Linked DNA regions of Mus musculus: regions 1, 3 and 4 are each linked to region 2. The links are chromatin contacts, called in public Hi-C maps. All regions are on one chromosome and are shown on one strand. The core of a region is the stretch at or near the end of the contact, and the rest is flanking DNA. Distances in the headings are between cores, read along the strand shown. Region 1 overlaps Auts2 (autism susceptibility candidate 2). Region 2 overlaps Auts2 (autism susceptibility candidate 2). Region 3 overlaps Auts2 (autism susceptibility candidate 2). Region 4 overlaps Auts2 (autism susceptibility candidate 2).

The links. A called contact is a pair of places that touch in the nucleus more often than the background predicts.
Region 1: a Hi-C map of myocytes shows a contact between it and region 2, with 3 times the contacts expected there. The contact joins two enhancer-like sites. A contact is called at or near these places in 4 of 484 Hi-C or Micro-C datasets (cerebellum, muscle stem cells, myocytes and 1 more) and 3 of 115 datasets of contacts at active chromatin or transcription factors (embryonic basal ganglia, embryonic forebrain and forebrain).
Region 3: a contact with region 2 is called in a Hi-C map of cortical neurons, with 2.9 times the contacts expected there. The contact joins two enhancer-like sites. A contact is called at or near these places in 1 of 484 Hi-C or Micro-C datasets (cortical neurons) and 1 of 9 other capture datasets (embryonic stem cells).
Region 4: a contact with region 2 is called in a Hi-C map of cortical neurons, with 2.0 times the contacts expected there. The contact joins two enhancer-like sites.

The regions. Positions count from the first base shown.
Region 1 is chr5:132,072,082-132,078,602 of GRCm38.p6, reverse strand. The region is part of intron 2 of Auts2 (autism susceptibility candidate 2); the gene reads left to right. Among named protein-coding and RNA genes, the nearest start is that of 4930563F08Rik, 200 kb to the right of the region's middle. Within about 2 kb of position 3,767, at least 101 of the 459 cell types and tissues checked have an H3K27ac peak or open chromatin away from gene starts, as enhancers often do. A contact at or near this core is called in forebrain, muscle stem cells and myocytes, where this site is marked.
Region 2 is chr5:131,810,067-131,816,428 of GRCm38.p6, reverse strand. All of the region lies in intron 4 of Auts2 (autism susceptibility candidate 2), which reads left to right. Among named protein-coding and RNA genes, the nearest start is that of 4930563F08Rik, 67 kb to the left of the region's middle. Within about 2 kb of position 1,833, at least 117 of the 459 cell types and tissues checked have an H3K27ac peak or open chromatin away from gene starts, as enhancers often do. A contact at or near this core is called in cortical neurons, forebrain, muscle stem cells and 1 more, where this site is marked.
Region 3 is chr5:131,453,166-131,459,984 of GRCm38.p6, reverse strand. It overlaps Auts2 (autism susceptibility candidate 2), which reads left to right. Exons shown (of 20, transcript NM_001363480.1): 15 at 2,075-2,146. Among named protein-coding and RNA genes, the nearest start is that of Gm29681, 42 kb to the right of the region's middle. Within about 2 kb of position 1,819, at least 17 of the 459 cell types and tissues checked have an H3K27ac peak or open chromatin away from gene starts, as enhancers often do. A contact at or near this core is called in cortical neurons, where this site is marked.
Region 4 is chr5:132,198,255-132,204,830 of GRCm38.p6, reverse strand. All of the region lies in intron 2 of Auts2 (autism susceptibility candidate 2), which reads left to right. Among named protein-coding and RNA genes, the nearest start is that of 4930563F08Rik, 320 kb to the right of the region's middle. Within about 2 kb of position 4,035, at least 17 of the 459 cell types and tissues checked have an H3K27ac peak or open chromatin away from gene starts, as enhancers often do. A contact at or near this core is called in cortical neurons, where this site is marked.

The DNA of each region.
Region 1 (6,521 bases), core at 2,518-5,017, 260 kb before region 2:
TATTGCATGTGTTCTGATGAACCCATCACTTATTGCATGTGTTCTGATGAACCCATCACTTACTGCATGTGTTCTGATGAACCCATCTCATATTGCATGTGTTCCAATGGACCCATCAATTATTGCATGTGTTCTGATGAACCCATTACATATTGCACATGTTCTGTAGGACCTCTAGCTGACTGAAAACCACAGTTAACTATTGCACCTTTACAGTCTTGGGTGTGTACATTTTTAACATTATGGCCAGAGGCTTGAAGCTTACTGATATTGCCATGGTGTTTGTGCTGTTTGAACATCGCTCCCTTGGGGACTATCCTCTCTTTAACTTACCATCAACTCCTTTGCAGCATTACTAGACTAAGTATGTAGCAAACACAGTACGCTATCGAACATTTCCACTTGTCTTCTGTCCGTTTGTTCTTACTGTCAGTTTTTCTTTATGTATGGTATAAACATTCTACAGCATCCTTGAAAACATAGCAGAAATGTCATTCTCTTCTGAAGCAACAGTATGCAAATTCTTTTATAGTAGTTATGTTCTTGTCATTCCTGGTCATTTTCATTCTCTGTATGGATGTACAGTTGCATATCTTTTTGTATATGTTAGAATATACTGTGATGTTTATTTTTGTACAAGAGTGTTTATTTTACACTGTTTAAAGACATTATAGTGGGTAATACACTTAGGAATACTTGCTGGCCATCATTCTGGGTCCATGTTCAATGAGACCCCTTGTCTCAAATATGGTATTATGTAAAAAAGCAGAAAATTTGACATTATTCTCTGGCCTCTGCACGTACACACATTGATACATCTACCAACACATAAACACATCCTTATGCACATTTCTCTCAAAATGATTTTTTTTTTTTATGGGCTAGAAAGATACCTCAGAAGTGACAAGCATTTGTACTTTGGCAGAGGTCGTGACTTCAGTTCCCTGCACCCACATTCTGCCTCACAACCATCTGTAACTCCATTTACTGAGGACCCATTGCCTTCTTTTGGCCCTAGTGGGCAGCAGCCACACATAGGATGCACACCCATCTATTCTGCTGAAACACTCATACACAGAAAATATAAAGAAATATAAAGTTTTAAAAAAGACTAAAGACACAGTCATTAGATGTAGAAGAATAATTTAGTTTTTATCCTGATTCAGTATTTTGAAACTATTTCCAGTATTTATATTTGTATTATTTAAGTGAGAAAATGAGCTATCATCCTACTTGCTTTTTGTATATGACCTTTTTTATTTCTCTCTTGTTAGTTTGGAAAAACTGGTTATGGTGTCAATGTCCTCCCTCCTTCACTCCCTCCCTCCCTTTAAATATTATTTATTTTATATATTGAGTACACTGTAGCTGTCTTCACACACACCGAAGAGGGTATTGGACCTCATTACAGATGGTTGTGAACCAACGTGTGGTTCCTGGGAATTGAACTCAGGACCTCTGGATGAGTAGTCAGTGCTCCTAACCACTAAGCCATCTCTCTAGCCCCTCGGTGTATTTCTTATGTTCCCTCGTGTTTCTTATGCTTTGGGTTATTTCATTGCTTTTGCTTTCTGGGCTCATACCTTTCATCATGTTGGGAGAACCTCAGCGTTGAGTCCTGTTGATTCTTCCCAACTCATCATTTCCATCACTGTAATGACCCACGTAGAAATTATATCCAAGTACCAGTAAAGAGAACAATTCCTTAGTAGGTTGGATCAATTCCACTGTCAAGAATAGAATGTTTACTATTGCATATGCCAGCAAGATTTTGCTGAAAGGACCCTGATATAGCCGTGTCGTGTGAAGCTATGCCAGTGCCTGGCAAATACAGAAGTGGATGCTCACAGTCATCTATAGGATGGAATACAGGGCCCCCAATGGAGGAGCTAGAGAAAGTACCCAAGGAGCTGAAGGGGTCTGCAACCCTATAGATGGAACAACATTATGAACTAACCAGTACCCCCAGAGCTGATATCTCTAGCAGCATATATTGCAGAAGATGGCCTAGTCGGCCATCATTGGGAAGAGAAGCCCCTTGGTCTTGCAAACTTTATATGCCAGGGGAATGCCAGGGCCAAGAAGCGGGAGTGGGTGGGTAGGGGAGCAGGGCATGGGGAGGGTATAGGGAACTTTCGGGATAGTATTTGAAATGTAAATAAAGAAAATATCTAAGAAAAAAAAGAAAAAAAGAATAGAATGTGACTTGAACACAGGCTCCTTTTTATATTTACACTCTGTTCTTCAGAGAGCTTTCCTGCCTAATTTTTTTGTTGTTGTTGTTTTTAATAGAAGCTTAGGGTTTAAAACCTTTTCTTTTGTAGTCTTTAAACCAAAGATTTAAAAAAATACATGTGTATGTATGTGAGTATGTGAACGTATGAGTGTGAGCATCAGGCAGGCCATGTGTACTATGTCTGGAAGGCATCTTGGTGCCATGTAGCTGGAGCTATTGGCAGGCCTAAGCTGCCCCACATGGATGCTAGCAACCAAAATCTGGTCTTCTGGAAGAGCTGTAAGCGTTCTTAACCACAAAACTCTATTTCCAGCCCTTATACTCAGGATTTTCAAATTTCTTACCTTACCCTTGTCAGTGATGTGAGGGATAAATTATCTTCCAGCTGTAGATGGTGACCTCTTTATTGGGGGGGGGGGCATTCAGTGGCACAGCCAAGTTCTCAGGTCTGAGCCAGCACCGAGCTTATTAAAAGTCGATCTGGTGTTTTCCAGTGTTGGGTTCATATGAAGGCTCTTGTCTCTTGCTGAGAGAGATAGTGATCTACTCTTACTCAGTCCTGTAATTTGCTATGGTGATATACAATGGACAGTCAAGAGCCTTAAATATGGTCTGCTGTCTCTCAAGTTGAGGGTATTATTTTCTTAATCTTATTAATATTTTGTCACAGTTAGAACAAACTCAATGGGGCAGCAGTCAGATCTCCCAAATTATAAGAGCATGCCAGTTGTATGTTCTTAACTAAGAAGATGGTGTTTTAAAAACATCATCTCCCCAAAACAATTTAAAAAAAAAAAAAACCTTTCCCCTTTTAATAACTGTTCTTGGAGAGATGAATGGCAGTCTGTGCCGCAGCTCACACCTCTCACATTAGGCATATTTCAGCCATAAACTTAATTATGACAGGAATTTTCAAACGACTCCACCTTTTTCCCTCTCCTGCACTCAGTCTGAGAGGGATACCACACTCTATTTCTGAGCTGATAAAAATCCTCTTTCTGAAAGCATTTATTATATTACAGCCTCACATGAGCCGAGCTCTATCCTCACCCTGCGTTAAGTGTCTGCGGTAGATTTCATTACAACCATATACTGGAAGTCCTGCCAGTATCCTGGCAGCAGAGTCCTAGTGGAAAATAAATGGCAATAAAAAAGAGAAATGATAGCCTGTGTGAGCGACGAGGAGCACAGCTTTATTGAGACTGGACAACCCCAGAGTAGTGACTTGGCATGCAAACACGAGCTTAAGAGAGAGTGAGTGAAAGTTGATATTGGAATAACGACTCCGCAGCCCAGACATGGGAATAATTTAATTAATTGCACTGAAATTTCTTTGATGAATAGTTATGCGGTGCTAAGCGTGGGGTCGAACAACAGAATGAGTCTCAGCTTTTTAATGGGCTAGCGCAGCTGCAGCTTTGGATGCCTTCCCACTTTATTTTTGCCTGCAGCTCTCCACAGCTCATCCGTGTCTCTCCAGCTAAGCGCGCCGCTCCCGGAGCTCCCTCTCCATGCATTCTGCAGAATTCTGCAGAGCCAGAGCCAGAGCCAGAGCAAGATGACTGAGTGCATTTGGCCGAGGGAAGCCACTGGCTGGTGACTGCTTTGAAATGAAAACCAGATCAAAAGGGGAGGGGCGGGGGCTGAGGGGGGCTGGCAAAAATTGTCGGTTGGTTTTTCTCGGGATGGAAACCTGCGCCTCATCACCCCACCCTCCTCAAATCTCTAGGATGCTTTTACAGAGTCTTTGCTGTTAAGTTGTATAAAGATTTTAATAAAAATGTCTTGTCCCTGGAGAAGGAGGCCGGCTTTTGTTGTCAGAGAGCTGGAGGGAAAAGAGCAGTGCGGCCCAGCTGGAGCTGGGGCATTAATCCCAGGATTCCTAGCCGGTATTTTCAGACAGATCAATTACTTACGGCTGTAACCAATCTCTCTCCGCTCCCTCGCTGTGCTGAGCTCGCTTGGCAGACTTGGCAGCTGACATAACCTTCCAACTTGACAGGACCGCAGCTGCCAATCTCTTTGGGGTCTGCTGGCCCCTCCATCTTTGAGGTTATACAAATGAGCCGTTAAATAAAAATCAAAAGTCAAAAGTTATGGGTGGTAACTTCTTCATGGCTCAGTCACACCCACAGATCCAGGCAACAGTTCTAGATGGACTCAGAATAAATAAATAAAAAGTCAAGATGAACGATCCCGCTGTGTCGCTTTCTTCACTGTGATGGCCAGCCCTCTATAAGAGAGAAAAAATCTCTCTCCAGAGTGAAGAAATTATCCACAGTGGATGCATTTCTTATCAGCTTCTAGGTTGAAAGATGAACTCCAAAGTGGAGAGGAAGGAGATTAGGAGGAGACAAGAAGGGCAGATACAGGTGAGCCGTGTCTAATGCTTTTCACACCGGGTGAGTCACCCGTCTTCAGCTGCTAGGCCGCCTGGGCTCAAGGCCAAGAGATGTCAGATCAGAAAAGAAGTGACCCTCGCTAACACACAGGTGGTGTAGAACATGTACTCTGTTTATAGAGTGTTTCAGCATGAGAATATAGCACTTCTGTGACAGAGCAAAATTGATGGTCTCTGAAGACTGCCCCCAGAATTTATTTAGTGTCGGCAGGTCTCAGTCCTTCTGAACTGGGCCCTTCACAGCTGTGTCAAGCCCACACAGCCCTCCTAGAGGAAGTACTTAGGGGCCAGATACAGGAAACCTTAGGGTCCCTTTGTGATTTCACTCACTAGACGCACAGATGTGCAGCTCCATCTTTTCAGAAGGTCTCAGGTAGCTAAAGCCGGACTTGAACTTTCTGTGTAGGCAAGGATGATTCTCAACCTCTGACCCTCACCTTTGACCCTCTTTTCTCTTTTTTTCTTACTCTTGTTGTTGAGGTGGGTTTATGTGGTGCTGGGAATGGAACCTCATGCATGCCAAGCAAACACTACCATATAGCTCTGGCCTTTTCTCCCTGTCCTTGTCCTCCTCCTTCCCCCACCTCTCCTTTTCCTTTGTGCTTCCATGACTCCCACCTCTCTCTTGTAGTATTCTGTGAAGACTTCTAATTCTCCCTTCAACAGCTACCATGGAAACTTTCAAGATAAGTAGGAGGAAATGTGGCCCTGGACACAGCAGAAATGGTTTTGTGTGTGTCCTAGGGAAGCATGCATATTCCCCTATCCCCTCTGTGTCTGTCTGTCAGTTACATATTGCTCCATGTTTCAGAAACCTTCTGTTATGTGGGACACATTACTGGTGTCCCTTTGGAAGAGGTATTCATGAACCCTGTTAACAATTAAGCAAGTCTGTCCCTGCTGGCACAGGCTGGTAAACACTATCTCCTGTGGGCTTTTATTTCTTTGGATAGATTCTAACAAGGCAAAAGAAACACAAAGAACACAATTTGTTTCATTTGAATGTTTCAAACCTGAGTCTATTCCCCTGTTCTTTCTCGGATCTCCTGCACATCCCCAAAGGAGTGCTATATACCACAGGTGAGGAGGCGTGCTGGCATCCCACCTCAGCCCTTTGCTTCAGACACTGCTTGTGGACCTGCATTTTGTGATGATTGGTTAAGCAGTGTGGAAAAGTGTCACTGGTAGCCGTGCATGACAGTACCCCATCCTCAGAGCTTGCCAGCAATTGAAACTTTTAGAGAGAGTCAGGAATAAAGGGGAGGTGAGATTTACAGTGAGCTCAAGTTGCTTTTTTTTCCTCCTTGGAATGTTGCCTGCCTTATTAGGAGTTCTTTAGTGAGACAAAATGCAGTGGTAGCTTAGCGAAATTATGGCTCCTTTCCAACTGCCTGGGGGGAAGGAAGGGGCTTAGGAGTCTGTAAGCCTTCTCCCCTGGTTGCAGTTAGGAAAGCCAGTTGACAGTGTAATAGGCTTTTGAAAGTGGGTGCAATGGTTTGTGCGTTCTGTTTGATGTTGCAAATACCAAGCCCCCAGGGAGATCTACAAAGAGGATATTCTGTTCTTAGGGAAAAGAGATTAACCTGAAACGTGAACGGAAAAGCTTCCCCAGTTCTCAACAAGTTAGGTACAGCAAAGGAACCCTCCTGTGCACTGCGGCAGAGACAGCATCTGGCTTGCTGCCTGCTGTACACAGGCAGCGGGCTGGGCAAATAATTTTTAATGATTTTGATTCATGAAAGGTGATTGCCAGTAATCGTAAAAGGATTAGATTGCAGATTAGGGATATGTTTGCTCATATATGTTCATGCACCTACGACTTTCTTTGCAGGCATGTGCAGAATCACATACTCAACACCATCTTACAATTGTGTGCATTTTCTG
Region 2 (6,362 bases), core at 584-3,083:
AGAATTTTCCAGAGAGGGATTGTGGGTGTGTATCAGTGGGGACAGCACCTGCCTCCTAGATTCTCCCAGTGAGGGCTTGGGGCATAGTTCCATGGTAGAGCATATGGTTAGAATCTCCCAGTGAGGTGCTGTGGATGTCACTCAGTAGTAGAGTTTTTGTGTAGAACCCTCTACAAAGAACTGGGGATGTAGCTTAGCCATAGAGCACTTGCCTAGAATCCCCCATTGATAGGCTGAGGCCACAGCTCAGTGGTAGAACTTATTCCTAGCATGTACAAAATCTTGAATTAAATCCTTATTACTACCAAACACACACACACACACACACACACACACAGTAAAAATGTTGTTAGACCTCTCACTGCAAGATATTCTGGTTCAGTATTTATAGGTTAAGACTCTTTACAGTTTGTAGTATGTGTCACCACATCCTAAAAAGGTGTCCATATTAGTTTTAAGAAATACCGTATATATATTCAAGATTGACTTTGCACTCCTGATCTTCCTACCTCCACTTCAGTAGTTCTGAGATTGTAGTCATGTACTACCACACCTAAAGAGGAGGCCAGAGAGAACAACTATTGGTTTTGTTTGTGTTTAGTCAAGAGTTCTCGTCTAGAATTTCTTTTGCTGTCATTCAGCGTATCTTTCATTAGCCCTGCTTCCTCCCTGGTGTGATCCTGCTGCCTCATCCCCCAAGGGCTTCCTCAGTCCCAGCTCTGTGCAGGTATCACAAAGACCTTCCTAGCTCCCCAGATAAAACTGCTTCTGGGAGATAACGCACTGACTCATGACAGTAGTCAGGGTCTGATGAGAGAGAGCTCAGTTGGTTCAGTGTTTGCCTATTAAGACTGGGGACCCAAGTTTGATCCCCAGAACCCACATTAAAAAAAGGAAAGGGAAGAAAAGAAAAGGAAAAAAAAGAAGGGAAAAAAGAAAAAAAAAGTAGGTGGCTCAACCTTATAAATATCTCAAGCTTGTAATCTTAGCACCAGTGGGGAGGCAGAAACAGGTGGATCTGTGAGGCTTGCTGGAGAGCCTGTCTAACTGAATAGGTGAGGCCCAGTAAGATGGACAGCCATTGAAGAATCCTAGCTAAGGTTAGCCTCTGACCTACACATGCATGTATAATCGCATGTACATACATGAAATACATTCAGTTTTTAAAGATGTGTGTGTGTGTGTGTGTGTGTGTGTGTGTGTGTATGCACACTCGTGTGCACGCTATAAAGCATGCGCAGAAGTTGAGAGTCAACTCTGTGGGTTCAGTTCTCTTCTACCATGTGAGTTCTGGGAGTCAAACTCATGTTTGCCAGGTTTGTGTGTCAAACATGTTTCCCAGTCCACCACAAACAATGCGTATTTTTAAAAGATAAAATTAATTGCACGATTGATCACTTTCCAAACTAGTCAGGTGCCTTTGCAGCATCCTGAGCCTGCCAACCCTGCTAGAGCGAGTTCTTGCAGTTTGCAGCTGTCTGTACAGCCACAGATAGGAGCTCCTGCTGCCGAGGCCTGGCCTACTGTCTTCCCCACTCTCTGTTCCCTCAGCCTAGGAAACTACCCAGCCCACTGGAAGCGCTCCAATTTTTTTTTTAAATGAATGACAGCACAGACTCATCCCAGAGCCATAATCTCCGAAAACATTTGCGCATGTTTCGAGTTTTGTGCCTGCGAATATCTTACAAACATTTTCCAGATTTAATTGAGGCTTCTGGGAAGTCTTGCTGTGTTTTTTTTCTTGCAAAAATAGAAGGTCGTTACCAGGAAGTCTTAGCATACCATATTTATCTGGTGAGTTTTGAAAATACTGAGTCATGGGACTAATGACTCAACATAGTATTTTCCAAACTGTGAGATAATCTTTGGACTTTGCGAGATTATTATATTAAGTGTACTTTGAGTCTGTCAGTGAAAAAAATAAATAAAAAAGCCTGTATTTTCACATCAGAATTCAAAGAACATCTGTTGAGTATTGGAAATAACATATTTTGAAAACCAACCAATGCGTGCTCCGCCTGCTTCCGCCTGCTAACTGTGGCTGGTCCTTCTGATAAGATTGTGTGGAGACACTCCAGCTTTGACAACCCCACCATTGTTTGGCCACTTGCTGTCTTCCAGACATTGCTCGAGCTCGTGTGCGTGTGTGTGTATGTGTGTGTGTGTGTGTGTGTGTGTGTACAGCTGTGTGTCACGGCCAGATGTCTTATTAACTCACTTACCACCTTGTTTTTGAGGCAAGGTCTCTGACCTGGAGCTCATGTGGACTAGACAGACTAGGCTCCTTCGCCACTGAGCTTCGGGAAGCCCATCTCTGCTTCTGCAGCATTGCAGGTTAGCATGGTGATAACAAGGACACACCACCATGCCCAGCTTGCTTATGTGCTTTCTAGAGACTAAACACATATTTTGATGTGCTGGGAATACAGTTCTACTAACAGAGAACTCGTCTAGAATGTACAGCCCTGGGTGCCATCCACGAGCACTTAACACACCAGGCATGGTAGCATATACATGTAATTCCAGCACTAGGGAGGTGGAGGCAGGAGGATCAGAAATTCAAGCTCGTCCTTGAATGCATAGCAAGTTATGGCCTCAAGCTTGTCTAGCAAATGTTTTGCCCACTGTGCTGTCCTCCCTGCCCTCTTCCTGTAATCTTTAGAAGCCATTCACCCTTCCAACGACAGGCCTCATGTGAGAGTGTCAGTTTCTTGTTTTATGGTGGGATTAGAGGAGAGACCAGTTTCTGGGTGACTCAGAACCGTGGAGGATGGGGTGACGAGGTTTGCCAGTACAGCTGTTCTCACCACCAAGGAGAAGAGCCCTCGGCTGGGAGCTGGGCTTTTCCTTACAGAGGCAGCAGCCCACCTCTGTCCTCCAGGCTGGTTCTCACCTCCTGTCAGCTTTTCCCCTCGCCCATCTCATTTGGTCTCGTTAGCACTCTTCCATACTGAGTAAGCACCATATGTCTTCTCTGAGAACTGGCTTCTAGAGTTCCCCAGGAAATGTCTACTGACAAGGGTGGGAGGAACATGGTGTCCTGCCAGCCAGCAGTCCTCGCCAGAGTGGCCAGCTTCAGAGCCCTGCCTTCTGGGGTTCATCTGCTCCACAGGTGAGGTTTGTCCTGAAACATGACCCCAGGTTAACTTTGACAATTTTAGGAGTCCCAGGAAGTAACCTGCAGGGTGCTTGGCTCTTGTGAATGGCAGAAAGCTAAGGATAGAGTCTTGTTTAGCATTCAGTCCTCTGTCAGGCTGTATCCCACATGATATGCCTCCTTTACCTTCTTGGCACTGTTGTCATGGAGAAGACAGCACATGGGATCATAAAAGAGAAATTGGGGGTTAGAGAGCTAGCTGAGTGCTTAAGGAGATCTCTTCCAGAGGACCTGAGTTCAGTTCCCACACCCTTGTTGAGCAGCTAACAACTGCCTTTAACTTTCGTTCCAGCATACCCATGCTCTTCTCTGGCCTCCTCAAGCACCGCACTGCCTGCACATGCCCACACAGAGACACCGATGCGCGCCTATGCATAATTTTAAAGGTGGGGGCTGGGATCTTGCTCTTTCCTTGTTCTCGTCTGGCTCCCCGGTGCCAAGAAAAATAATCGACAAATATGTTCTGCTTTTGAAAGAATTTGGTTTCTGTAATTCACAGCTCACACTCCCCGTTCAGCCTTCAGTGCTTGTCTCCTTTGAAAGCCTGGTTGTTGAGCATCCAATTTGTCTCTTTTCTTCTTCACTTTGCTGCTCTTTTCTTGCACTGGGGCTGTCTCTTTATCAAGAACAGACAGAGGGTGAGCCCGTGACACCTCAAGGCAAGCAGCAGCTTGAAGCATTTTCTGGATTCACCTTGACATCTTTTCAACAGAGAAGAAAAGCAAGGGTTGAGAACCTGTTCTATTCATTTAGGAATCAGCAGCTGCCTCTCAAAGCTGCTCCACAAACAGGCTCGTTGGTTGTTATTGCATGATACCTGTCTCCCTAAGGTTTTCTTAGTTGTTTTGAAAGGACAGCTATTTTCCATTCCCTTAAGAATTTACACCTGGCTTTGGCATGTGTGCATGTGTATGCACATATACGTGCACATATGTGTGTTGTTGCTCAAATTTCAGTGGTAGGCCAAGCCTCTTAGTTGCTTTTGACCCTACATATCATTATCAGTGTTTATGCTAATAATAAGGGCTAGGAATATGGCTCAGTACTGGAACTGCGTGCCATAGCCACACACACACACACACACACACACACACACACGGGTGGAATAGGCCAGTGGGCAAATGAACCTGACAACATAAGTTTGATTCCTTGGATGCACATAATGGAAAAAGAAAACCAACCCCATCATGTTGTCCTAAGACCTACACATGTGCACCTTGGTATGGACACATTTGTGCACATGCATATAGACACATGCACATGTACACACCACACATACACAGAGAGTAGGGAGCTAATTTAAGACAAAATTTTAATCTATGTGCTTGGGAAATGACTCAGTGGGGAAAAGTACTTGCTGGACAAGCCTAAGGACCTGAGTTCAAATCCCCAGAACTTACATAAAAGGGTAGACATAGCTCGATAGGTCTGTAACCCCACCATTATGGACTGTGGAGACAGGAGGATCACTGGGACTTACTGGATGCCAGCTGTTTAGTGTCAGACCATGTCTCAAGGGAAGAAAATGGAGAGCAGTATAGCAGGATACCCAGTATCCTGCTCTGGCCTCTATTCATCTACATACAACTGCACATGCACACACACACACACACACACACACACACACACATACACACGTTCTGTAAGATCATCAGTGCCAGAGTCCTGCCATGTCCTGTATACAGTTCTGGATACACAAGAATGTGGGTGAACATTTTGCAAATGCTTTTCTCCTGATCTCTGGAATCTTCATTTGCTTGGTAATGTATGTGTATGTATGTATGTATATATATATATATATATATATATATATATATATATATATATATATATATATATTTTTTTTTTTCCCTCTGTGTAGCTCTGGCTGTCCTAGAACTCACTCTGTAGATAGACCAGGCTGGCTTTGAACTCAGAGATCTGTCTGCCTCTGCCTCTCGAGTGCTGGGATTAAAAGTGTTTACTGTATACTGCCACCCTGCCTTTTGTTTAGTTTGGTTTGGTTTAGTTTAGGTTGGGTTTTGGTTTTACGTTTTATTTATTTATTTTTTTTACATATTTTTATTTTAATGAAACCTAATTCACCCATCTTTTCTTTTATATATTATTCTCCCGGGACCAAATCTATGCCAGACATAAAGGGTTTTTGCTGTGTTTTTCTCTAGGTATGGCCTACCATTTTTTGCACTTAAATCTCTGATCCATTTTGAATTTATTTTTTTAAAATCTTCCTTAATGATGTTTAGTATTATGAGTGCAGTGCACACACAACCCCACCTGTCTGGTGAGCCTTTAGGCTGTTTGCAGGCTGTTTAGGAGACTGGTCTCTGGCATCATTTCATATGCAACTTCTTCCTTCTCTGTTCTAGTATAAATGGAGAGACTCTTAGACAGCTGTCAAGTCCAAAAGCCTTCTCCGTGTCTAATGTGTTCTCTCCATCCTTTCCACTGTAGAGTGACTGGAAGTTTCCCTTCACATGTCAACTATGCAGAACATTCCTTCATGGAGAGGCACCAGTTCTCTAAATGTATTCAGTATAGTTCCCATGAGGGCCTTTGTGATGAACACAGATCCACAATCCTTGCTCCTTATCAGTTGAGCGTCTCCACACATCACCTCTCACTGCCACATCAGCCGGTATATATAGTAGACCCCTCAGTAGCACACAGGAGAGGAGGAGGGATCCAGAACCCATAGACAAGAAATGGCAAAAAATCAAGGTAATATGTGTTATGAATGCAGTTGATATATGTAGATGGTATGTCATATTTACTGTCACAGAACACACACACATGAATAATGTTAAAATTTGTCAAAAATTTTCAAGTAACAAACAGCATACATAGTACTGTTGATAGTTAAGAGAAATGTAAATAAATGGAAAAGATAGGTTGTGGTTGAGTGATACCCAGAGAGCCCCCAAATTCTCAGAGGAGAAGATAAGGGGAGGATAGGGAGAAGACTGTGAGAGGGGGTGACCAGGAGGAAGGTGGTGAGTGGGATGTAAAGTGAATAAGTAAATAAAAAGTAATAATAATAAACAAAAATATAGATTATGGTTACGTTCTACTCACTAAAGTGCTTGCCTTACAAATGTGAGGACCTGAGATTGGATGCTCATACCCTTGTGGGAAAGCTAGGCTTGGATATGCGCATCTTTAATCCCAGTGCCTAGGGTATAGGAAGAAGGTAGGCATATCTTGG
Region 3 (6,819 bases), core at 570-3,069, 360 kb after region 2:
CAGGGAGATGGGAAACGGCCTTTCGTTTTGGTTTTTTGTTTTTTGTTTTTCCTTTTTCCTTTTGAGTGCAGGAGGGAGCCGGGCCACTGGGTTTTTCATTAATACAACTGATAAGGGGCTAAAGAGATAGCTCTCAAGTTATGTGCACTTGCTGTTCTAGCCTAAGATCCAAGTTAGGTTCCCAGTGCCCATATTGGGTGGGTAATTACCTTCTGTAAGTCCAGCTTCAAGGGATCCAACGCCATCTTCTGGCCTTTGTAGGTACTGCACACACATACCCATACACAGGCAGGCACACACACACACAAATATAATTTATATATATATATATATATATATATATATATATACATATATACATATATACATATATACATATGTATATATATATATATAAATGTAATAGACAGACTAGGTTAGGTTGTTGTGAGACAAGGTCTTGTTCTTCCTCTGACTGGCTTTGAACTTGAGAGCCACCTGACTCATCCACCTTCCCCCTGCTCTGCTGGGATAATGGGCAAGGGAAAGAACAAGCCATAGGCTGGCTATAGTTAGTCTCTCTTGAGATAGTTTATTTTGCCCAGAGCACTCAATGCTAAGTGATATATACCTTCCTCATCCAAGCTGCCTCCCAGGAAAGTATGGGAAGGATCCTAGAAACATGGGTAGAATATTTCCGAGGTCCAGAGTCTGGCCAGGAGGTGACCTCTTGGTACTTCCTGACTTAGAAGCAGATGACAAGAGTCGAATGCTCCAGTTCCTGCTATTGACTGTTACATAATCCCTGTCTTAGGTATGTTTTTCTTTGCTATAACAGTACCTGACGAGCTTAAGGATGGGTGTGTTTTAACTCACAGTTCAAGGTTGTGGTACATCCTGGCAGGAAAATGTAGGTGGCAGGAACTTGAGGCAGTGGGTAAGAAGCAGAGAGAGATGGACTCTGGGACTCAAGCTTGCTCTCTGCTTTCCATTCATTATAAGACCCCATCCAGTGAATAGCCCTGTCCTTATTTAGAGTGGGTCCTCCCGCCACAGTTAGCCGAATCGACTAATCCTTCATAAGCTTGTCCAGAGGCTGACTTCATCTACATAATCTCTCGTGGGTTCGCCTGGCCTCTTGTCTCTTGGGTGATTCAGGGTCCTGCTAAACCCCATGCAGTATTAGCCATTACCACCCCCCTCTTCCCTGGCCTGAAACCAACGGCTGTGTTATTGGTGACTCTAAGCAACCCATCATTCCATTACATGAGAGCATCCCCAGTGTCAGACTTGGGTCTAAGTCAGAGGCAGCCTCTTGCTACAGAAGCTGGTGTTAGCTGCTGCAGAGTGGGGCAGGACTTTGTGGGGCAAGCACATGGAGATGCTGAGCAGAAAGGAAGCTCTGAGAGTTAGCCCCGTCCTCTGTGACACCACACAGATTGACACTTGCTCTTCAGAAGGCGGAAGAGAGACTTGATCCCTGCAGGAAGGAAGAAATCCGTTCTTCCTTTTCCTCCTCAGCTACTCATTTCTGCCTTTTCTCTTCTTTTAACTACAAGAGAATAAGGACACACGCACGCATGCACGCACACACGCTCACTAGTTCGTGGCTCTCAGTGCAACACGCAAGGTTGCCAGACTGCAGTAAGAATGTGACACATCTCTATGTAGCACTTCGAAGGCCCCTCTTCTTGTTTTGATTCGATCCACAGACATTCCCTAATTAGCTTTTCTGGACAGCTGATGTGCCTGTTAGCTTGACAGCATTTGTTAGGTAGGCCTGCCTGCTGGCACCGGAGAAGACAGGCTGCACAAAGAGAGAGTCGGGTCTTTGCCATATTGTCCTTGGCAGAGGACTGCTTTGTAAAGGAGCTGTTGTCTCAGACCCACATGGGACAGGGGGATGCGGGTTCTGACTCCCTCATGCCTTAACTTGGAAGAGCTGCTTCTGGAAGCATTTGGTTGGCACAGAGCTCTCCCGTTTTCATGAAAGGGAAGTCTCCATAGTGCAGAGCTGCAGGGAGCTTGGGGGCCAAGGAAAGGTGGGCTTTCTGGTGTATCCTCCGTCTGACCATGCGATTCTTTCTTATTCCAGAAACCAGGAAAGTGGTGCGCCATGCATGTGCATATCGCCTGGCAGATTTATCACCATCAACAAAAAGTCAAGGTGGGTGTGTGACTCTTCCTGTGCACAGCTGGGCGGGGCCGGGCTCACTCATGAGGGACTCAGTTTGTAGCCAAGGATGGCAGGCAGGAAGTATCAAAGGCTAGTCCATCTTCTTTTGTTCTTTTTTAAAAAAATTTATTAGTATTTATTTATGTGCAAGTCTGCATAGGACAAAAGGAGAGTGTCAGTTTGGCTGAAGCTGGAATTGCAGGCACTGGTGAGCTGCCCGATATGGGTGGTAGGAAGCACACTCAGGCCCTCTGCAAGAAGGAAAGCCATCAACACTGATCCCCGAGTGTTGTTTGCCTTTTTGTTGAGTTTGGAATGGAAAGGGTGTAAAAACTGGATTGGCTCATAAAATAAAAGCTTTTTGAAATCTATGTAGAACTCCTATAGTACAGACTAGACAAAACTGAAACCCAAGAAGAGCCAACAGGGAATGTTTTAAGGTTTGGGAGTTTTTTGTTTCTGTTTTACATTTTATTTCTGTATTCATTATTCATTGCTTTGTGTGTGTCTTTGTGTGTGCGATATCATATATATATAAGCAAGCATGCGTATGTGTATCAGAGGACAACTGTGCGTCTCAGGGAACAAACTTAGGTACTCAGACTTGGTGATGGATGTCTTTCCTAGCCAAGCTATCTTATCACTCCAGGTAGTTTTGATTTTTGTGCTTGTTTGTTTTTAACATAAAATTAAGGTGCTAGAGAGATGGCTCAGCAGTTAAGACTATTGACTGCTCCTGTGGAGGACCCAAGTTTAGTTCCCAGTACCCATATTAGGCAGCTTACAACTATTTGTAACCTCAGCTGCACCCTTGCAGTTTCCAAGGACGCCCCTGCATGGGCACACCCATATACACCCACTCAGACACAAATACACATACATTAGAAAGGTTTTTAAAGATACTTAAAAAGATACTTTTTCATATTATTAATTTGGAGAAGTGGTCATTTTTTACCCCACAAGAAGCTGAAGGTACTGAGCGCTCACTGGCCATGCGTATAGTAATTGACCACATTGAACCATCACTCTTCATCACATCAGTCCTTTGGGAGGCTAGAATATACTAGACCACTTTCTGGCCAGTTACTATGCCTGTCTATAGATGAGACCTTGTTCCAAAAAAAGGGAGGGGTCTGGCAAGATGGCCGAGTTAGGTAAAGGTAGGTACTTGCCACCAGGCCCGATGACCTGAGCCTGATCTTTAGCGCTTACACGATGGAAGGGGAGAGCCAACTTCTACAGGTTGTCCTCCAGTCTCTACATGCATTGATAGATGGACAGATGGATGTAATTCTTGGGGGTGGGGTGGGAGATGGGAAGGAGAGAGAAAGGGAGGAAGAGGAAAGAGAGAAAGGCTTATTGAACCCCGTGGAAGAGAGGCACTGTGTGAAGGGCTCTGTTCAGTGATTTAAAGGAAGGGGTGAACCTAAGCAATGATTCCAGCAGCTGATATGCCAGCACAGGTGGGGGCAGTCTCAGAGCCCCTCCCCCCATGAAGAGCTTTACGCAGTCAGTGAATTCCTGAGAGAGGGAGAATCAGTCTAGGTTGAGGCCCCTGATTGGTTATCCAATACTAGGTAAGCAATCCTGAAAATATACATGCAAGCAATACTGGATGGCCTCAGCAGGTTGCACTTGTAATGTATATTAATGTGTAGGTGTACATATAACAATAAGAACTTACAAAAAACAAGAGGGTGAGATGACTTGGCAGGTATTTGCTGCCAACCCCAAGTACATGAGTTCGATTCCCAGACCCGCATGATGGAAAGCAAGAACAAGCCTTAAAATTATCCTCTGCTTTTGACCTGCACAGTGGCGCAAGTGAGCACAAACATGGATGGATGGATAGATGGGTAGATAGATAGACAGACAGACAGACAGACAGACAGACAGATGGACAGATGCTAACAAAAGAGCGTGTTCACCTCCTTGAGTAGCTAAGGCATCCCTTCGTTTCCCCGGCACCTGCTCTCACTCACACCCCACCAGTGAGTCTTGCTCACTTTTACCTTATTACCAGGCAAGGCATAATTAGAGCCCTCCTAGTTGAGCTCAGCTAGAAAATGGGTGCAGTTTGAGGAGCTAACTAGGTTTCCACGATGACTTCCATTCACTCTGGTCCTGGGTGACGGGTTGTATAGCAGCAGGTAAGCCTCATCGTCTTCCGTTTAACTTCCTGAGCCTAAAGGGATGAAGGATGACAAGGAGGCCGCTCTCTTAGCGACTTCTGTTCCATGAAGATGCCCCTGGTGACTTGGCTTTCATTATCCCAATTCAATTAGCTAGGCCTCTCGAACACAGGGTGACTCGGTTATCTTCCTCTCCCGGCGAATGTTTCCTAATCCCCAAGCCCCGTTCTGCCTGCTGGACCTTATTTGCTCTTAATGAGTCCACACCATCTACCATGCGATATTAGCACTAAATAATTTGGCAACTCAATTAAAGGAGGTGCTTCGGAGATTTTTATAGATTCACAGAGAATTAGAAGCTTGGTTTGGGGGTTTGGCTGCTCGTCGAGAGTGGGGCTTTCATTATGGTATTCCCCACAGACTGGAGCAGAAATTGCATCTCTGTCCCTCGCTCCTGAGTGTACATTTACTCATTCTCTTAGCCACTTCTGGGTTACTTGTGGAGACCTGAGGCCTACAGGCTCAGGGCACCGATCTTCCTGTTACCGTAAGCATTCGGTAGTGAGACCCACTGGGTGTGTGTGATCTGTCTATTTAAATAAAAGGTAGTGGACTGGGGAGATGGCTCAGTTAGTAAAGCGCTTGCTTTAAAAGCTTGGCAACCTGAGTTCAACTCCCAGAGACCACCAAGAACACTGGTCACAGTGGCTTTCACTCACAGCTCCGGAGTAGAGGGAGTGAAAACAGATGGACCCTTTGGGCTTGTAGCCAGTCGGCCTAGCCTGGTGAGCTCTAGGTTCTTCATAGACAACGGATAGATAATCAACCACACTAAAAAGATGTCCTCTGTTCTCCAATGTCACATGCATACTCGTGTGCACACGCTCATGCGATGGTAAAGGTTCCATGTGTTTTCCTCAGGTGCATGGCCAAGTTTCACCTTCAAAGAGTGGGTTGCTGGGTGAGTGAGGGTTGGCTTATCGTTCACACCCTTGTCAATGTAGGTGCCTCTCCTTTGTAAAGGCGTGTGTCTGTGTGCCACCCCCCAGCCCCCCTCGTTACACAGCAGCAAACAGGTTCCCTGAACAGGAGAGCGTGTGAGGCTGGACAAGAGTAGAGTCAAGATGGCTGAGATCATCAGAGGAGCCCAAAGAGATTTCAAGAGCCAAGTAGAAGCAGGCCCAGGATAACGAATGAGCCAGAGAAGAGCAGGAAGTACAGCTAGGAGCTAGGGGACAGTATCACTCTGAGGAGGCAGGAAACTGGCCGAGAGGGAAGGCTCTCTCTCAGAACGTAGGAAGATGGGTAGATTTGATGCCCTGCAGTGCAAGGGGATACCGACCTCCAGAATGATGCTGGGTAGGGGCTGAGGCAAAGATGGTGGGCTAATAGCTATAGCCATCGAGGGGGGTGGAGCTAAGTTAGCTAGAGGAGAAGGTGGAGTGAGTCCTCGGATAGTAAGTACAGTGCCTCTACACAGTCTCCACGACTGGTTTGACTTCCTCATCCCAACTAATGAAGGATGTGAGTTGGAAAGGAAAAGATACTTCTCTCTCTCTCTCTCTCTCTCTGTGTGTGTGTGTGTGTGTGTGTGTGTGTAATGGGTGTTCATATGCACGTGTATACTTGTATGAGGAGCCCCAATATCAACCTCAGCTGTGGTTCCTCAGCAGCCATCCATTGCTCTTTGAGACAGTCACTCATTGGCCTGCAGCTCAGGGGCTAGGCTGGCTGATCAGAAGCACAGCTACAGTTTGCTTTTATTTTTGAGGTGAGTTCTAGGGACCAGACTCAGACTCATTGCTTGCTTGGCAACCACTTTACTCACTGAATATCTCCCCTAGTTTCGGTGGTGGTTGTTTGTTTGTTTAAATATACAACAGGGATTCCATTAATGTGTGTTATATTAGAATATGACAAAGAGCTATTAGGCAATTAAGTTTATACATCAGATTGTTCTTACAGAATTCCTAATGTAATGAGCTTTAAAATACTATTATTTTAAAATTCACAGGCAGAGGGGCTGGATAGATGGCTCAGACTTTAAGAGCACTTGCTCTTTGTCAGAGTTTGTGATGAACACATGCCCAAAAGCAACTCGGGGAGGAACAAGTCCATGTCACAGACCATGATAGAGGGAAGTCGGGGCAGGAACCTGGAGGCGGGAACTCCCAACAGAGCCTATGAAGGAATAGCCTCCTGCCTGGAGCTAGCACCACACACCACACATGGGCCTTCTCATAGCTGTTATTCATGGAGAAAATGTCTCACAGACTTGTTCATAGGCCAGTCTGGTGGAGGTATTTTCTCAATTGAAGTTCCCTCTTTCTAGATGACTGTCTTAGTCAGGGTTTTTATTCCTGCACAAACATCATGACCAAGAAGCAAGTTGGGGAGGAAAGGGTTTATTCAGCTTACATTTCCACATTGCTGTTCATCACTGAAAGAAGTCAGGACTGGAACTCAAGCAGGTCAGGGAGCAGGAGCTGATGCAGAGGCCATGGAGGGATGTTTTTTACTGGTTTGCTTCCA
Region 4 (6,576 bases), core at 2,786-5,285, 390 kb before region 2:
TGGGTGACCAGTCTTTTAGAGCAAAAATAACCTATTGTGGCAAGCTAGCTCCCACAGCCTCTACTTCCTTTTGTTGCTGCTTTTTCTGCCTGTCTGCTTTGTAAATTTCTGGTTGTATAGGTCTTGTTGATTGGAAGTAGTTCTTAGTTACAGTGAATCGCTAACATTTCAAGAACTATCAAGACATGTTGCAAGCTTTTCATAGGATACTTTTCAGTTCTCTCAAATTCTCCCGGGAATTTTGTTTTCACCATTTCAGAAAAGAGTCAATATATCAACGTAAATACCCACACAGATGAAACCCATCCAAGCTACTGGTGTGGTTTTCTGCTCCTCTGGTCTTGAGCTGTTTACCTGTTTACTCTTAGGTTCAGAACTTGACCCTGTAGTCACCCAGGAACAAGACCTCATAGCTCATGAATGTCAGTGTCCTTCAGCTCACAAGCTACACAAACCTCTTACTCTGTCTCTGGGAGATATAACCATCCTCTAATAAATCCATCTCATACTAAATGATGTAGATTATGCCTCTGGTAACCTAACTATGTAACAACCTTCTCAAGAATTGCTTTGTCTTACTCATTTTGTTTCTTAACCCAGAACAAGCGATGAGCGATTGCTAAACATGGTTTAAGTGATCTGGAGTGTGTAAGAAGAGGATGCTAATCAGGTCTGCCTCTGTTTCGTGATATTGCTGTTGTGTCGCCGCCTCCCTTAGCCTTGAGGCATATCTGTTTCTAGCCTGGTGTGGGCGAAGGAGGAATTGTTTAATAGGATTTGTCACTTCTGTGGTGCTTTGTCTTATCCCTCCACACCGTGCGCTATTAGCGAGGATTCCTCGTGTTGTCAAATTGCATTCTCTCTTTTTAACTGAGGTTCAAACACAGTGATTTTAGACATCCTGAGTCGGTGGGACTTGCTTCTTAGCTTTAAAGACAGTATTTACAGCTGTAATTACTAATTGCTGTACTCTTAAGCAGAGACAGATGATGTATATGTTTGTGACAAATTTCCAGAGGGAGAGCTAAGTAACCAGGCTCATTTTTCCATAATGTGAATGTTATTCACAAACTATTACCATAATTGATGCACCAAACCACTGTAGGGCAAATCCTGAGCTGTGTGTGGGTAGCAAGTCAATGAATATTAAAGACCAAAACCCCATTTTAAAAGAGAAGATTTAATTAGAATCTTCCAGATTCATACTATCAAACCAGTTAAAATTGCTTGGCTGCCATTTTTCTATATCATTCCATATTTATATATTAATTATGCAGAAGTATATAAATACATGTATGTAGATGAAATTTTCTATAAGTCAGTATGTTAACTGTTCAATACAACATGGAATGGCAGAGATGTGAACATGTTGATTTAGTAAAATGTATACTGAATTAGCTTCTGTATTTTCTCAAGAGCTACCTTTCTGAAAGGTTTTTTTTTTCTCATCTACTTAGTCCTTCTTTCTGCTCCCTCATCAGTGACAAGGGTGGAGTGTAAATTTATATTTGGTTATTTGTCTTTTGATACTGTAGGGGTCATGCTCTTTTGTGTATAACTAATATTCATGGTCAGTCTTGCAACTTGTTCTAGGTGAAATTGTGTGCATGCATGTGGTATATGCTTGTGTTTAGTATATATGTGTATGTTGGATGCAGTGTATATACTGTATTGGTTGTTCATACATGTATGGGATGTATAGGAGTGTGGTATACATATGTAATTAAACCACACTTATACACACACACACACACGTAAGGTATATGTCTCTAATTTTTTTAAGAGTACCTCAATAGAATAGGGAAGGATTAGATCTAAGTTTTTTCATGGTTTTCTTTTTTTAAGATTTATTTTTATTTTTTTTATGTATCTCTCTATGTGTGTTCCACATGTGTGGATGCCTACACAGGCCTTGGGTTCTTTAGAACTCGAGCTGTACAGGTACCGGTGAGCTGCCTGACACTGGTTCTGGAAACTGAACTTGGGTCCCTGTGTCAAGAGTAGAACATACTCTTAAACACGGAGCCCTCTCTTCAGCCTCCAGATCTAGCGACTTCAATGGAACATGTAATCAGAACTTACACCATGGCCTCTATAAAGTATCTAACCCCATTTCTGATAAGTTCTGAAGATAGAGGGAATGGCCCTTGTCTCTGAAGTCGAGATTTGTAAGAGGCATGTTTTAGAGAAAGAACAATAGAACTTGGAGGACTTTGATAACCTTATAATTTAAAATAGATCAGAGTGTATTTATTCTTAGGAATCTTTTAGATACATCTCAGTGTGTTTGAATGCTTTGCTTTGAGTGTATAGCCGCTCCGTCTGCAGTAGGAGCATCTGTTTCCTCTTCCTTTTATAGCAGTGGAAATATGGAAATATGTTAGATGTGGTTTCTTAGCTCAAAATTCCCTGGTTCTTCATGTCAAAGTCAATTGATTCAACTAGTTTATACAACTGGACATATTTCTACAACAGAGTGAGTAAATAGAATGCTCCTTATCGTATGGCTTGTCGACAGGGCCCATGTCCTGAGACTGACGGGGCTCTTCCTTTAAAGTGGTTAAGCTTTCCTTTAGTCCAGTCTGAAAGACAGGAAGCTTTCTCTCTGGTGTTTTTTGGGAGACTGTGACAAAGCATAATAAAATAGAGCTAGAGAGACAGCTTAGTTGGTGTAAAGGTCGTGGTGGGAGTAAGAAGACGTGTGTCTTATCCCTAGACAAGGTAACCATGGACAAAATCCAGAACCGGTGGCCAGAATTTGTAATCCTAGTGGCGGAGACAGAGGCCTAGATCCTTGTGGGCCACTTACCTGAGTGTCTAGCCTGCTTAAGCGACTTCCATGTAAAAGTAAGAGATGCTCTTTTTTTCAAAAGCAAAGTAGGTGTTATCCTTAGAAACTCTAGCCCCTCATCCACAGAGAGATGCACACCTATGCATGCACGCACATCTACATGCACATTCACACACATAAATGAAATATATGAAGAAAATCATAAAAAAATAAAGGAAAAAAAGAGCAGACTCTCCGTGTCAGAGTGCACAGAGTGCCTGCTCTGCAACTAAACATGGTGGGATGCTGAGTGCATTTCACTGTGATGGCATGTGATGGCCCTTGTGTAAAGTACTGCAGAGCAACCTGTTTTCTAGGAGCCTGTCCTGTGGAGGCGTTGGAGCCTGCTTTGACCCTTACAGAGATTTCTGTCCTCACAGCATCACTCGTGGTGGTTTGTATCTGTGGAGGCAGCTTTCCCTTTCTGGAGCATCTCAGAAAGGCCTGTGCCCTGCTTGTCTCTCGCACTCTGGAGGATTCTTAGCTTAGAGCTGGTTCCTTTTGAGTTGATTCTTGGCAGTGGGCCCTAGCTTCCTTCCTGGCAGGTCTAGTGTCTCTTAGGGGCAGAGAGGAGATCAGATGCAGATAGCAGAGACATAATTTCTGCCTCCTGAATCTCTCAGCTGAAGAGTGCTTTCCCTCCTCCCAAAAGCTGAAGGAAGAACACATTCATCATTCAGGGTAATGAGCAGGAAAGAGCTGTAGCGTTCTCTACTCCATAGCAGAGTGTGGGATGAAATCCTTTCTGTTTACAATTCAGCTGTCTCTTGGTAGTGTGCATGGAAGTTGAAGTCATTTTAAGCTGTTCTCTCATGCTCAACTTGTGAGACAGTTCATCTATAAACTCGTCCTTGGAGGTTCAGGAGAAGCTTTTTGTAAATTATGAAGGTCTGAGATTGTGTGTGTGTGTGTGTGTGTGTGTGTGAGAGAGAGAGAGAGAGAGAGAGAGAGAGAGAGAGAGAGAGAGAGAGAGAGAGAAACACACGTGTACATAAATACATAAATGCCTGGGGTTGGCTGGGTAGGAATCAGGATGAGATGACCACAGTCGAGTCAGTGCCATACACAAATCTGGAAGATGCTCGTGGGTCTGCACAGACAGAGGAGCCCTTCTGACAGTTTTATAGGCGCTGCAGCAGTCCTTCTTCTGAGAAATGGAGGAGGTCTTGAGCACCAATCATCCCTTCTCAGACTCTGCCAGAGGAAGGGTGGCTCCAAGTGCAGCTGCAGTGGAAAGAGCATTCCCTCACTGCAGCTGAGACAATTCCTCCATATAGCTCGTCCCATTTCAATAGTAAACTGTCTGTTTAAAGCAAAACAAAAAAGGCAAGTGGGAGTTAGAAGGAGAGTTTATGCCAGGAAATGGAAATGAGTTGCTGAGGAAGTCTGTCTTGGTTATGGTTTCAGAGTTATTAAAAAGGCTCAATTGCTAGTCTGTCATATCTTTGTGTATGTTTCTGTGAACTTCTAATTCTCCCAAAACATTGAGGCTAAAATAGCAAGTCAGACTTTAATTAGAGAGCACACCACGGTTGGGAGGAATGATGGGCTCCTAGCTCTTAAGCCTAACATCCTGCACCAGCTCTCCTCCAAAACGGGTGGTAGAAGTAGGTTGAGCTATGGTGTCCTCTGGTCCTTCTCCCTTCCTGATGGCTTTGAACTGTTCAGAGAGTGATTAAGGCTCTGTCAGAGCAGGTGGGGTTTGCCATTGGCAGTGATGTTTCAATAGTGTTTCCAGCTGGCTCCAGGTATGAAGCGGGGCCTAGGAGTATGTGATGCCATTCAAAGGTAATTTGTCCTTACCTTTGATCTAGCTGGAGTGTGAGCCTGAAGCTGTTCTACAGCTGTGCACCATTCAGTCCTGTTCGGGTAGGGTCCACTTCCTTCATTCGCTGATAAGGAATGGAGGTGGGAGAGATAGATGGATACTTGGCATGGCTGCTGTGGAGCCCAAGCTCTTCTGGGCAGTCACTGGCTGCTGAACATATTCTCTCCAGTAAAACACCTGCTTCTCCTCACTCCCTTTTCTTGTGCACCCCTCCCCTCCCCAAGAAGGACAAGCAACAATTTACCTGCTTATCTGAATTTCCTTCGTTCTCACCCTTAGAGAACATCCTATACTCAGATATATTTGGAGTGTGTGGTTTTAGCTATCAGCTTGCTATAACCTAGAATTACTAGGGTAAAGACCCTTAGTGGAGGAGGAGTCATCTTAATCAGGTTGGTTTGCCCACTTGTCTGCTAGGGGTTTTCCTCACACATAATTGATGTAGGAAAAGCCAAGCCTGTTTTGACTGGCCCCATTCCCCGTGCAGGGTGTTCACACTGGGTGAGAGCAAGCAGGCAAGCACCCAGTCGTTGCTCTCTTGTCTTCATTGTGGCGGTGGTGGAAGCAGCGGCTTGAGTTTCTGCCTCAGCTTCTCTAACTAGTGGAGAGTAACCTAGAACTGTAAGCCTGCGTAAACAGCTTTCTTCTCCTAAGCTGTTATTTTTAACACAACAGCAGAAATCAAACTAGAACAGAATGTAAACTAAGTGGGCTGTCTGTCTCTGCCCTTCTTTCCCTGACTCTGAGGCAGTTTCATGCTCTTACTGATTCCCACTGTTCCACAGATAAGTCACTGAGCCTCAGGTGATTGGCATAGTGGCAGTCATACCCAGTCTCACCTGTCTTCTGAGAGAAGAACTCCCTATAGAGGGGCAGGAGAGAGCCAGAGGACCTCAGAGACCCACCTGAGCCATGGACCAGCTGTGAGGCCTTGGTAAAGCCACTGTGCCCCTCTGGACTTCCTCTCTGTGACAACTGGTCAAGGACGCTTCCCGCCTGTGAGAGGCTGCCTTTATCAGAATGCTAAGTATGGCTCATAGTTCCCTTTGATTTACAGATTATTTTTAAATATGTATTGGAGGAAAGGCTAATAAAATATGCATGCATCAAAAAGTATTATCCCATTCTTAACTTTTGTGTGTCCTTGATCAATGGATGACTGCTAAGATTAGTATCTGACCACATGGGGGTATTGTTCCTGCTTTTAAAAGGATCCTGCTAGTTGAGGTTAGATAGTGATGTGTTTCATTAAGTCTCAGTATCCTTCCTTAGATACAGTGTTCATGAGGCCTCTGCATGAGTCTAGCCTCCACACCATCCGCATTTTTAGAATCTTTCATTGTTGTTTCCCTCTTTTGGAGGACTTGTATCTTTTAGGAGAACATGAGGAGCCACAAGGAAATTGACATTCAAACAAGATGCCCATCTGTCATATAGACACTGTATATTGGGTGTGTGGGTGGGTGTGTGTGTGTGTCTTTTTGTTTTGTTTTGCCTTGTATTGTTGTTGTTTCAAGACAGAGTTCCTCTGTGTGGCTCTGGCTGTCCTGGAACTCACTCTGTAGACAAGGCTGGCCCAGAGCTCAGTGATGTGCTGGGATGAGAGGTGTGCACCACCACACCTGGCTCTTGTCATTGTGTCATTAAGGGCAGGTAGTCAGCTCCTTTCCCCACCCTACCTTGCCAGGTAGGGAGCACTGAACCACTTGCTCTTCTTCGCCATAAGGCCCTTTAGCCTTACTTGCCTTTCCAGGGTATGTTGCCAGTGTCAGCCACCACCACCTGCCTCAGATCTATGCTTAGTTTCTTGACACTCTGCCCTCCCAGGACCTTGTTACTGACTGGCCTTTTGCAGTCTCCCATGTTTCCATTGAGAGTAACAAACCCTGCATGCATTAATAGCATTATGGATTGATAG